Regions from separate parts of the Sus scrofa genome. Here region 1 is linked to region 2. The links are chromatin contacts, called in public Hi-C maps. All regions are on one chromosome and are shown on one strand. The core of a region is the stretch at or near the end of the contact, and the rest is flanking DNA. Distances in the headings are between cores, read along the strand shown. Region 1 overlaps MACF1 (microtubule-actin cross-linking factor 1). Region 2 overlaps MACF1 (microtubule-actin cross-linking factor 1).

Region 1 (4,704 bases), core at 1,120-3,619, 170 kb after region 2:
AAGGAACCCATTCTTCTGCCTCCTGGTTCCGCAAGCCCATGACTCGGGCTGAACTTGTGTCTATTTCCTCCTCTGAAGATGAAGGCAATCTGCGATTTGTGTATGAACTGCTATCTTGGGTGGAAGAAATGCAGGTGGGTGTACCTTCTGGATGCTTGTGCAGCACACGGAGGTTTACTGGATCCAGCAGCTCATCTACGAGGACCCGTTGCTCTGTGCCCCTTGTATAGATTTCCCTAGTTATTGATGCTTCCTAGGACCCAAGCCCCCCTCTACTAAATTTTAAAAGGATTTGGATCAGATCAGAGCCTTGAAATCCCATACTAAATAGCATAGGCTTTTCTAATGTGAAGCCCTTCAGGAATCTCTTCCCTTCGGCTAATTGTGCTATAAGTGGGAGCTAGTGGGAGAAGTTGCAGAATCTATAAATCTCGGTCATCCTTCCTGAAGTGTCCTCCTGAAGTGGCAGAGGAGCTCCTACTTCACTGCTGTTTTTGTCTTTGCTCTTAAGTGTAAGACCAAGCCTGCTGTGCATCAGAATTCTAAGGGGCACCATTTACATGTGTCTGGGATAATGGTTCAAGTTCAATATTGTCCTCTTATCCTTCTAACCCTTTTGTATTAAATTCTTCCCAACTCCTGATAATCAGATTCCCCTGTACCAATAAATAAAGCCGTTCAAAGACAAGTTAACTGTTTTATGATTATCCTCCATTGACGAATAGTTGATGGCATGAATGAAGCATAGTATCTACAGATACGTATTTCTCATCTCCATTCTGATTATGAAATGCAGAGATCCCATGATGGGAAATGCCTCAACTACAAAGTTAAGCATTGCAGCCTGTGGGCACACCTTTCTGGTTGGTAAATTCAAGGATGTGTTCCCATGATGCAGCAACAAAAGACCACTCTTGCTTCTATAGTGGCTGAGGTTTTGTCTCCAGCTCCTTGGGGGTGGTTATGGCCTGCTTTCCTGTAAGAGCCCAAAGTGGAGATGGTTTAGATGTCCTTTTTTCCTCAACCCCCATCCCTAGCCCCCTTGTCCAAACATTGATTCTGACAGTTTTCTTCTTCTGACAACTTAGCAATAAATTATATTTGTATTTTTCTTTTTTTAGATGAAATTGGAACGAGCAGAGTGGGGCAATGACCTGCCTAGTGTGGAGCTTCAGCTGGAAACACAGCAGCACATCCATGCCAGTGTGGAAGAACTGGGCTCGAGTGTCAAAGAGGCCAGGCTCTATGAGGTGTGGGGCATTCAGACTCCATAATGGGGGGTGGGGTGGGTGCACGATGAGGCCATGCATGGTGTACCTGTCCCTCAGGGAAAGGGGGCTACCCATGAGCCACACTTGACCTTAAATCCCCTTTTCACATGAAGTGTCTCTTACTCTTTGAAATAACTTTGTGAGAAAGGTGTCTTTTTTGTTTGTTTGTTTGTTTGTTTTGTTGCTTTTTAGGGCCGCACCCGCAGCATATGGAACTTCCCAGGCTAGGGGTCAAATTGGAGCTGCAGCCGCCAGCCTATACCACAGCCACAGCAATGTGGGATCCAAGCCACGTCTGCAACCTTACACCATAGCTCACAGCAATGCCAGATCCTTAACCCACTGAGCCAGGCCAGGGGTTGAACCCACATCCTCATGGATGCTAGTTGGGTTCATTAACCACTGAGCCAAGATGGGAACTCCAGAAAGGTTTTTTTTTATTAGCCCCTTTTTATTAAAAAAGAATAGTGATACTGAAAGCTAAGGTCAAAATTAGTAAGTCATGAATGCAGTTTCCAAACTCAGGCCCTCTGCTCCAGAAGTTCATGCTTTTTCCACTTCACTATCTTCTTGCAATAGAGAGCTGGTAAGAGAAACTAAACAGTCTCTCCTCTTCCTCACTCAAAATTTTGACCTTCCTCTCCAAAAACCAATTGATTAGGAGTTCCTGTTGTGGCTTAGAGGTAACAAACCCGACTAGATGTGAGTTCGATCCCTGGCCCTGCTCAGTGGGTTAAGGATCCAGCATTGCTGTGAGCTATGGTGTAGGTCACAGACTTGGCTCGAATCTAGCATTGCTGTGGCTGTGGCGTGGGCCGGCAGCTGCAGCTCTAATTCAACCCCTAGCCTGGGAACTTCTATATGCTGCAAGTGTGCCCCTAAAGAGCGAAAAGAAAAAGAAAAAAAAAAAAAAAAAAAGTCAACTGAATACTTTGAGGTCTGGGTTTTGCTTGGAAACCTCCCGGAATTTCTGGAAACACAGGACCAGGAGGTCTGTCAAGTGTGCTTGCCCTGCTAAACTGTTCCTCACTCAGTGTTGCTCTGAGCTATGAAATCTCACCCGGAAGTGTGCTGGTCAAGTGTTTTGTTTTCTCAGAGTAACCAATCTTTATCTCTGTGCAGACATAACATTTACATAGCTGAAATCATACCATAGATGTAGTTTACTTACTCTGTCTCTAATATATTTTTAATTCATTCCTTTCTTATCAGGGAAAAATGTCCCAAAATTTCCATACCAGTTATGTTGAAACTCTTGGAAAGTTGGAGACACAGTATTGTAAATTGAAGGTGAGTTTTGACTGTCTTTTGTTCTGTTCATGGAGAACCTGGATCCCTAATTCAGGAAGTTCTTGGTTTGGCCCTGTTTTGGTTTTCTGTCTGATAGATTATATTGTTTACTGTGCAGTTGTTCATATGTATTATAATATTTTCTCAATTCTCTTAATGGATCAGAAACCACTGCCCCAGAAAGTTTGAAGTAAGTTGAGCTTATCCTCATTATCACACTTCACCTAAGCAGTGGCTCTCGTGTCCGCCAAGACATTAACACTGAAAGCTTGAGGTTGACAGGGAGGGGACTCCTGTCTTTCAAGACTGACCAGAACAGGACAGGCCCAGGGTCATTCTTTATCTAGGGAGCACCACAAAGGCCTGGCGAGTTCTCACTTCTAGCGAGGATTGACAGGGGCTCTCTGGGAGCCCTATACCTAACTTGTACTAAATTTAAGTCTGCGGAGAAGCACCCAGGGATTAAGAAGCAAGGCTAAATTTATTTCCTCAGCTATTCTTTGCTTTGATGTCAAATGTGCCATCTTCTCCAGATGAAAGGCTGGCAGCCTAACCTTGTTAATCCTCCCTTTGTCTAGGAAACTTCTAGCTTCCGGATGAGCACCTTCAGAGCCTGCATAAATTTGTCTCTAGAGCTACAGCTGAGTTGATCTGGTTGAATGAGAAGGAGGAAGAAGAACTAGCATATGACTGGAGTGACAACAATCCCAATATCCCAGCCAAGAAAAATTACTTCTCTGTGAGTCGAGCATGACAGACCTGTCCTATTTTGTAATAGCAGCAGAAGGAGCTGAGGGGCTGGTCTGCTGAGAGCTTGGGTTTCTGGATTTGTGTTTTGCTAGATGGAAATAGGGACCCTGCTTAACGCATCTGTTGATGTGAGAAGTGTGCATGGAGAGAGGGGAAATTAAGCTCTAGAATGAATTTATTTAGAATGCCTTTAGAAAGGCAGTATTGTGGGTGAAGAGAGCAGCACTCTGAAAAGTGAATCATTTCAGAGGCGATGTAACTTTGTGGTCAAGATTATAGGCTTTGGAATGAGGTAGATCTAACATCAAATTCTTATTCCTCCACTTATTAGCTCCGTGACCTTGGTAAGTCATCTAATCTCCCTAAACCTCTGTAAAATGGAATAATAGACCACTTCAAAGCGTTGTGTAAAAGGCTAAGATTTAGTAAGTGAATATAGCAAGGCATGTAGTATAGGACTTAATATTGTTTAACTGAGGTATATTCTCAGCTTCTCACAAATTCCGAATTCTCTTTAACTTATTCAGTAATGTTTGGGTGTTCCTGTCGTGGCGCAGTGGAAATGAATCCAAGTAGAAACCATGAGGTTGCAGGTTCGATCTCTGGCCTCACTCAGTGGGTTAAGGATCTGACGTGGCTGTGGCTGTGGTGTGGGCCAGTGGCTACAGCTCTGATTAGACCTCTAGCCTGGGAACCTCCATATGCTGCGATTGTGGCCCTAAAAAGACAAAATAATAATGATAATAATAATAATAATAATGTTTTGGCCTCAATCTCTTGGTTTGTAAAATGGAAGGAAAATTCAGCATTGGACAATGGGACAATGCTTTTTATTCTTTTCAATGAAAATATGTATATATATATAAGTAGGATTTTTTTTTTTTTTTGCTGTTTTTAGTATTTCCATATCGCAGACTCCCAGGCTAGGGGTTGAATTAGAGCTACAGCTTCTGGCCTATGCCACAGCCACAGAAACACCAGATCTGAGCCTCATCTGTGACTTACACCACAGCCCATGGCTCCTTAACCCACTGAGCAAGGCCAGGGATCAAACCTGCGTCCTCATAGATACTAGTCAGATTCATTTCCTCTGAGCCACGAAGGGAACTCCTAGGAAGATGTTTAATAATGTTTACTTCATTAGACAGTGGTGTATGATTCTTCTGAAGTAAATAAGAAAGATACTATAATACAATAAATAGTTTGTATGAGAACAGAAATTAGACTGTTATAAAGAAAGTGCTCAGAGGGAGTTCCTGTCATGGCACACCAGAAATAAATCCAACTAGTATCCATGAGGATGCAGGTTTGATCTCTGGCATTGATCGCTCAGTGGGTTGGGGATCTGAGTTGCGATGAGCTGTGGTGTAGGTCACAGACGTGGCTCAGATCC
Region 2 (4,929 bases), core at 799-3,298:
GGTGATGGGCTGCGGGGTAGCTGGGATCTTGTCTTCCTGGGTGGCTGGCACCATTCAGGCCTCTTAAATTAGCAGTGTTGCACTTTCTGAACAGAAGAGGGCAGTATGATAGTGGGTAAAGCCTTCCTACCCCAGAACAGATTTGGGAACGGGAAGCAAAGTTTAGTATGGCTTCCAGGGCCTGGGCCCAAGGGAGCTCTGGCTGGGATTGGCTAAAGCTGGTGTCTGAAAAGATGGTGGGGCTGGGCCCGGAGGCAGGTCTTCTAAGCTTAGAACGGGAAGATTTTCTTCCAAGAGTTGGCCAAAGGATAGGGCTTGGGGCAGCCCCTTCAGTGTCTGGCTGTCTGACTCTGGCTACTATTTAGGGCACTGGAGACAGTCTACCCCTGCAAAGAGGAGCAGAGAACACACACACACACACACACACACACACACACATTCGCGTGCCCTACTAGCAAAGAGTGTATTTATAAAGCATCAGTTAACACATGTAAAATAATGCAGCATGAGCCAAGCTGAAGAAGTGCTTGAGTAAACCTTCTAGAAGTTGGAGGAGGAGCACTAGCAGGAGAAGTGATTTTGCACTTCCCTCTTTCCTTTCTGCGCATAAAACGCCCTTAGCTCTTAGCCACTGAGTGGACACTGGACTCTCAATCATCCTGAAGTGCAGATCTAGCCCACACCCCCATCCCCGTACATCTTCAATGAGGCATCATGCCTTCAGCATTTATTGAACACCTACTAGATGCAAAACATTGTGTTAGGCCCTATGATGAAGAAAGATGAATTAGATATCTCTGCCTCAAAGAGCTTATGAACCAAGCAGTTAAGGAGGCAGCGACACAGACCCACACAACACATGTGGTTCCCCCAGGGATGGGGGAAAGAAAATGTAGCTGGGATTTTGAGAAGAGCCTCTTCTACCTGGGTGATTAAAAATAATTTCTAGTCATTTCAGGTGAGCATTCAAGATGGGTAGGACTTTAGTAGGTGGAGTTGGGGGGTGGAGGACATTCTAGGCAAAGGCTCAGAGTTTGATTATAGGGGAAGATGCTGCATGTGAGGTTATAAAGGGAGATCAGTCTGTAAAGGAAAGTAGATGTCAAAATATGGAGGACTTTGAATGCCAGTCACAGAGAAGGGATGCTGTGAGGCCAGCCTACTCTCTTTTTCAATACGCTAGCCTTCTAGCTATTCATAAGCCAGAAACAGCTGAGTGAGTATTTTTGGATCATCTGGTTCAGTCATCTATGATTTAATCAAAATTTAAAAGAAATCTTTAGGAGTTCCCATCATGGCTCAGTGGTTAACAAATTCGACTTTCGGAACCATGAGGTTGCAGGTTCGATCCCTGGCCTTGCTCAGTGGGTTAAGGATCAGGCATTGCTGTGAGCTGTGGTGTAGGTCACAGACGAGGCTCGGATCTGGCGTTGCTGTGGCTCTGGCGTAGGCCGGCAGCTACGGCTCCGATTAGACCCCTAGCCTGGGAACCTCCATATGCCGCGGGAGCGGCCCAAGAAATGACAAAAAGACAAAACAAACAAACAAACAAACAAACAAAAACACCAAACAAAACAAAACAAAGAAATCTTTAATGAGTGCCCTGTATGTGCCAGGTCGTTTGCTAAGTGCTAAGGATCCCGTGGTGGACAAGACACACAACAGCCCCAGCCCTCAGGGATCTAGTGATTTAGTAAGCATGAAAGACAGTGAACCCATAGCTTCAATGGGATGGATATTTCCAAAGGGGAGGAGAGGGGCAGGAGTGCCTACTAATCTGGGGGATGAAGGCAGGCTTCTCTGTGGGAGTTTCAGCAGAGACCTGAGTAGGAGTGAGCCAGGCCAAAAGGGGAGAGCAGGGAAGGGTTCTGGCCCAGGAGGGAAGCAGGTGGGAAGGCCCTGAGGTGGGAGATGCTGAAAGAAGTTGAAAGTAGCTGGACCTTAGGGAGAGAGGCACCTGATGAGGCTTAAGTTGGGGAAGACACGAAGAGAAAATAGGGTTTTAGTTACTTGTACTACCCTTTCCCCCCACTAGATGCCCTTCCGAGTACATCTTGCCTCCTCCTGCTGCCCCGCTGCAGCCTCTTTAGAAATGCAACAGCAGTCTCACCATTGGAGCAAAGGAAAATCATAGACCAAAAGGAGAAAGTCTCAGAGCTGTCCCAATTGTGTGGTCTGGCTATAAATTTAGACTGTTGCTTGGAAAAAACCAAAAACCTCCCTTTCCTAGGCTTCCTTCTTTCCATCCCCCCAGCAGCCGCTTTGTTCCTCTATCCTTGTAAAATTTTCTCTGTATAAAACAGGAACATCAGCCAAACATGTGGCCTTCCCCGCTTTCATTCATTAGTAGACTGCATTACTTCAAAACCTCTTGGGAGCATTTAAATGCAAATCTTGTCCAGAAAGCTACTTGAGTCTGAGAAGACCTTTTAGCCACCACCCTACCAGAACTTTCTTCCTTGGTTACCATGTTTCTTTTCTTTCTTTCTTTCGTTTTTTTTTTTTAAGGGCCGCACCAGCAGCATATGGAAGTTCCCAGGCTAGGGGTCTAATCGGGCTACAGCTGCTGCCCTACGCCACAGCCACAGCAACGCAGGATCCAAGCGGGGTCTGTGACCTACATCGCAGCTCATGGCAATACCAGGTCCTTAACCCACTGAAGTGAGGCCAGGGATCAAACCTGCAACCTCATGGTTCCTAGTCAGATTGTTTCCCCTGCGCCACGATGGGAACTCCCACCATGTTTCTTAATAGACATCTCAACTCCTTGCCCCCCCCAACCTCCCCCTCCCAACAAAGACTGTTTCCCAGAGCATATTCTCATTCCCTCTGCCCTTGTTTTTCCTCACCTTTGGCAAAATTGTCACAACTCTTGAAGAACCTGCTCACAGGAGGGGATGGAGGGACTTTCCTATTTACCGTGGTGAAAATGAGGAGGCAGATGTCTGTTTGGGGGTGAGGGTGGAGGTGTATGTTTGTGTCTGGGCCGTCCTTGCCCTACTGGTATAAAATAATATAGGAAATGCAGATGACTCAGCACTGATACAGTCGAGATCCCTGGAGTTAGCATTTCTATATTCTCCGCTGTTTACAAAAAATGTGCTTATGTCATCAATCACTGACTCCTTCATCCTACATTTTCTACTAAAAGCCTTCTATTTATTTTAAAAAGAATAAACCTCAAGCTTCTTCTCTTCCTTTTTTTAAACTGTGCTCTTTAGAAGCTGAGTCCAAACTGTGAACTAGCTTTTTTTGAGCATATAGGATTAAACTGGAAGGAAACCAGCCATTTGTCCAAGGCTCCTCCCTATCTGTCCCCTTTCAGGCCATTCCCTATATGATCTCCAGGCCTAGAACTTGGGCAGGCCTGCAAAACTTGATGGAAAAAGATATGATTAATGACTTGCTCACCCGATTTCTGATCATGGTATGATGTGGAAACAACAGTTGTGCACCTATTAGTGAAAAGCATCATCTCTTGTTATTAATGTGCTTGCTGGGCATTGACCAAATCCTTGGCACTCCTCCTAGCACACAAAGATGCATGCAGGCCTTGCCCTGGGGGTGAGAAGCTCTCTTAAAAATCTCAAGAATGGGACTGAAATGGAAGCCCGAACCCCAATTTCCTCTGCTCAGTATCACATGAATTCTTTTTTTACTTGCTAAAGTGCTGTTATTATGAGGTCAGCCAGCCTTTTAACCTACAACTGCTTTTCCACCTGCAATCCCCCCCCCCAAATCAAGTCAATAGACTTGTCCTGGCTGGGTAGGATAATGGCTGGATGGGGGTAGATGTGGCAAAAAGATCACCTGCATTTACGGGAGTTCCTCAATCACTGCTCTTGGTTGGCCCCAGTGCCCTCCATGACTCTGGGACTGAAGGATACAGAACTGACTGGAGGAGCAGAGCACGTTGGGAACTCCCGCCTCAAAGTGGTCCCCAGTACCTCCCTAACGGTATTTACCAGAGTCCTTTCTTCACTCTTTCCTTTTCCCTGATGGCAGAGGAAAATTGGCTTCCCTTTTCCTTCCCCTCCCAGCTATGCTCCAGAACCCTTTTCTTTGTTCCGTAGAAGTCCTGCTTCAGCCTCAGGTTCCCACATCTCTCCCTTTTGATCTAAGCCTCTCTGTTCCCATGGCTGTCACAGTGTAATAATCCTGTTGCATCTCTTCCCTATAGATTTGTGTCCTCCTGTCTCATGCACCCCGTCGTGCAATCAGAATCCTGTTTTCATTCCCTCAGGTGTCATTTCTCAGGCCCTGGCTCCTCATTCTTGGCCTGGTTTACTTCATGGAGCTGGGTCTGCCCTCTCATTTCGAGTTCAGTTTCTGGAAAACCCTTTGTTCCTGGGGTTCTTTGTGGTCTGAGTGTTCCCTTGGCCTCCCCCGGCCTCATTCTGACCCTGTCTAGCCTGGGGATCTATCTAGGTCTTCGGCTCTCCCTTCCCTACAGGTTCGCTGGGTCCTTCTCCAGCGCCGCACAGGCCCAGCTCGGTTTCTCTTCAGCCAGGGGGCTCCCTCCTTTGTCCCGGCTCGGGGTGCGGGTCCGCGCCGCCTGGGCCACCCGCCCGCCCCGCCGAGTGGGCCCGGGCCTCTCCCCGCCGCTGCGGCCGGCCGGGCCTTTCATCCCACCAGCCAGGGGCCTCCCACCCGGCCGGGCTCCGGCGGAACGCCCCCGCGGGGGCCGGCCTCCCGTCCGGGTCGGGCGGGGGTCCGCAGCCCCGGGTGGGGGGCACCCGGGTGGGCAGCCCCGGGGCCGATGACGCGCCGGGCCGCGGGGGCGGCGGGGAGAGGGGCGGGGAGCGGGCCGGGCCTGGCGCTCCCGACGGGAGGAGACGCCGCCGTCGCCGCCGCCGCCGCCGGCGGGGCGGGCTGAGGGAGGAGCGCAGCCGAGGGGTGGGGAGGCGGAAACGCCAGCGGGACCGGCGG

Evidence for each region. A called contact is a pair of places that touch in the nucleus more often than the background predicts.
Region 1: a Hi-C map of embryonic fibroblasts shows a contact between it and region 2, with 2.9 times the contacts expected there. The contact joins two enhancer-like sites. A contact is called at or near these places in 1 of 47 Hi-C or Micro-C datasets (embryonic fibroblasts) and 1 of 2 datasets of contacts at active chromatin or transcription factors (alveolar macrophages).

What each region holds. Positions count from the first base shown.
Region 1 is chr6:95,147,697-95,152,400 of Sscrofa11.1, forward strand. It overlaps MACF1 (microtubule-actin cross-linking factor 1), which reads left to right. Exons shown (of 96, transcript XM_021095983.1): 15 at 1-134; 16 at 1,122-1,250; 17 at 2,484-2,561; 18 at 3,140-3,158; 19 at 3,161-3,300. Among named protein-coding and RNA genes, the nearest start is that of KIAA0754, 98 kb to the right of the region's middle. Within about 2 kb of position 2,370, at least 5 of the 83 cell types and tissues checked have an H3K27ac peak or open chromatin away from gene starts, as enhancers often do. A contact at or near this core is called in embryonic fibroblasts, where this site is marked.
Region 2 is chr6:94,974,398-94,979,326 of Sscrofa11.1, forward strand. The region is part of intron 2 of MACF1 (microtubule-actin cross-linking factor 1); the gene reads left to right. Among named protein-coding and RNA genes, the nearest start is that of MACF1, 16 kb to the left of the region's middle. Within about 2 kb of position 2,049, at least 11 of the 83 cell types and tissues checked have an H3K27ac peak or open chromatin away from gene starts, as enhancers often do. A contact at or near this core is called in embryonic fibroblasts, where this site is marked.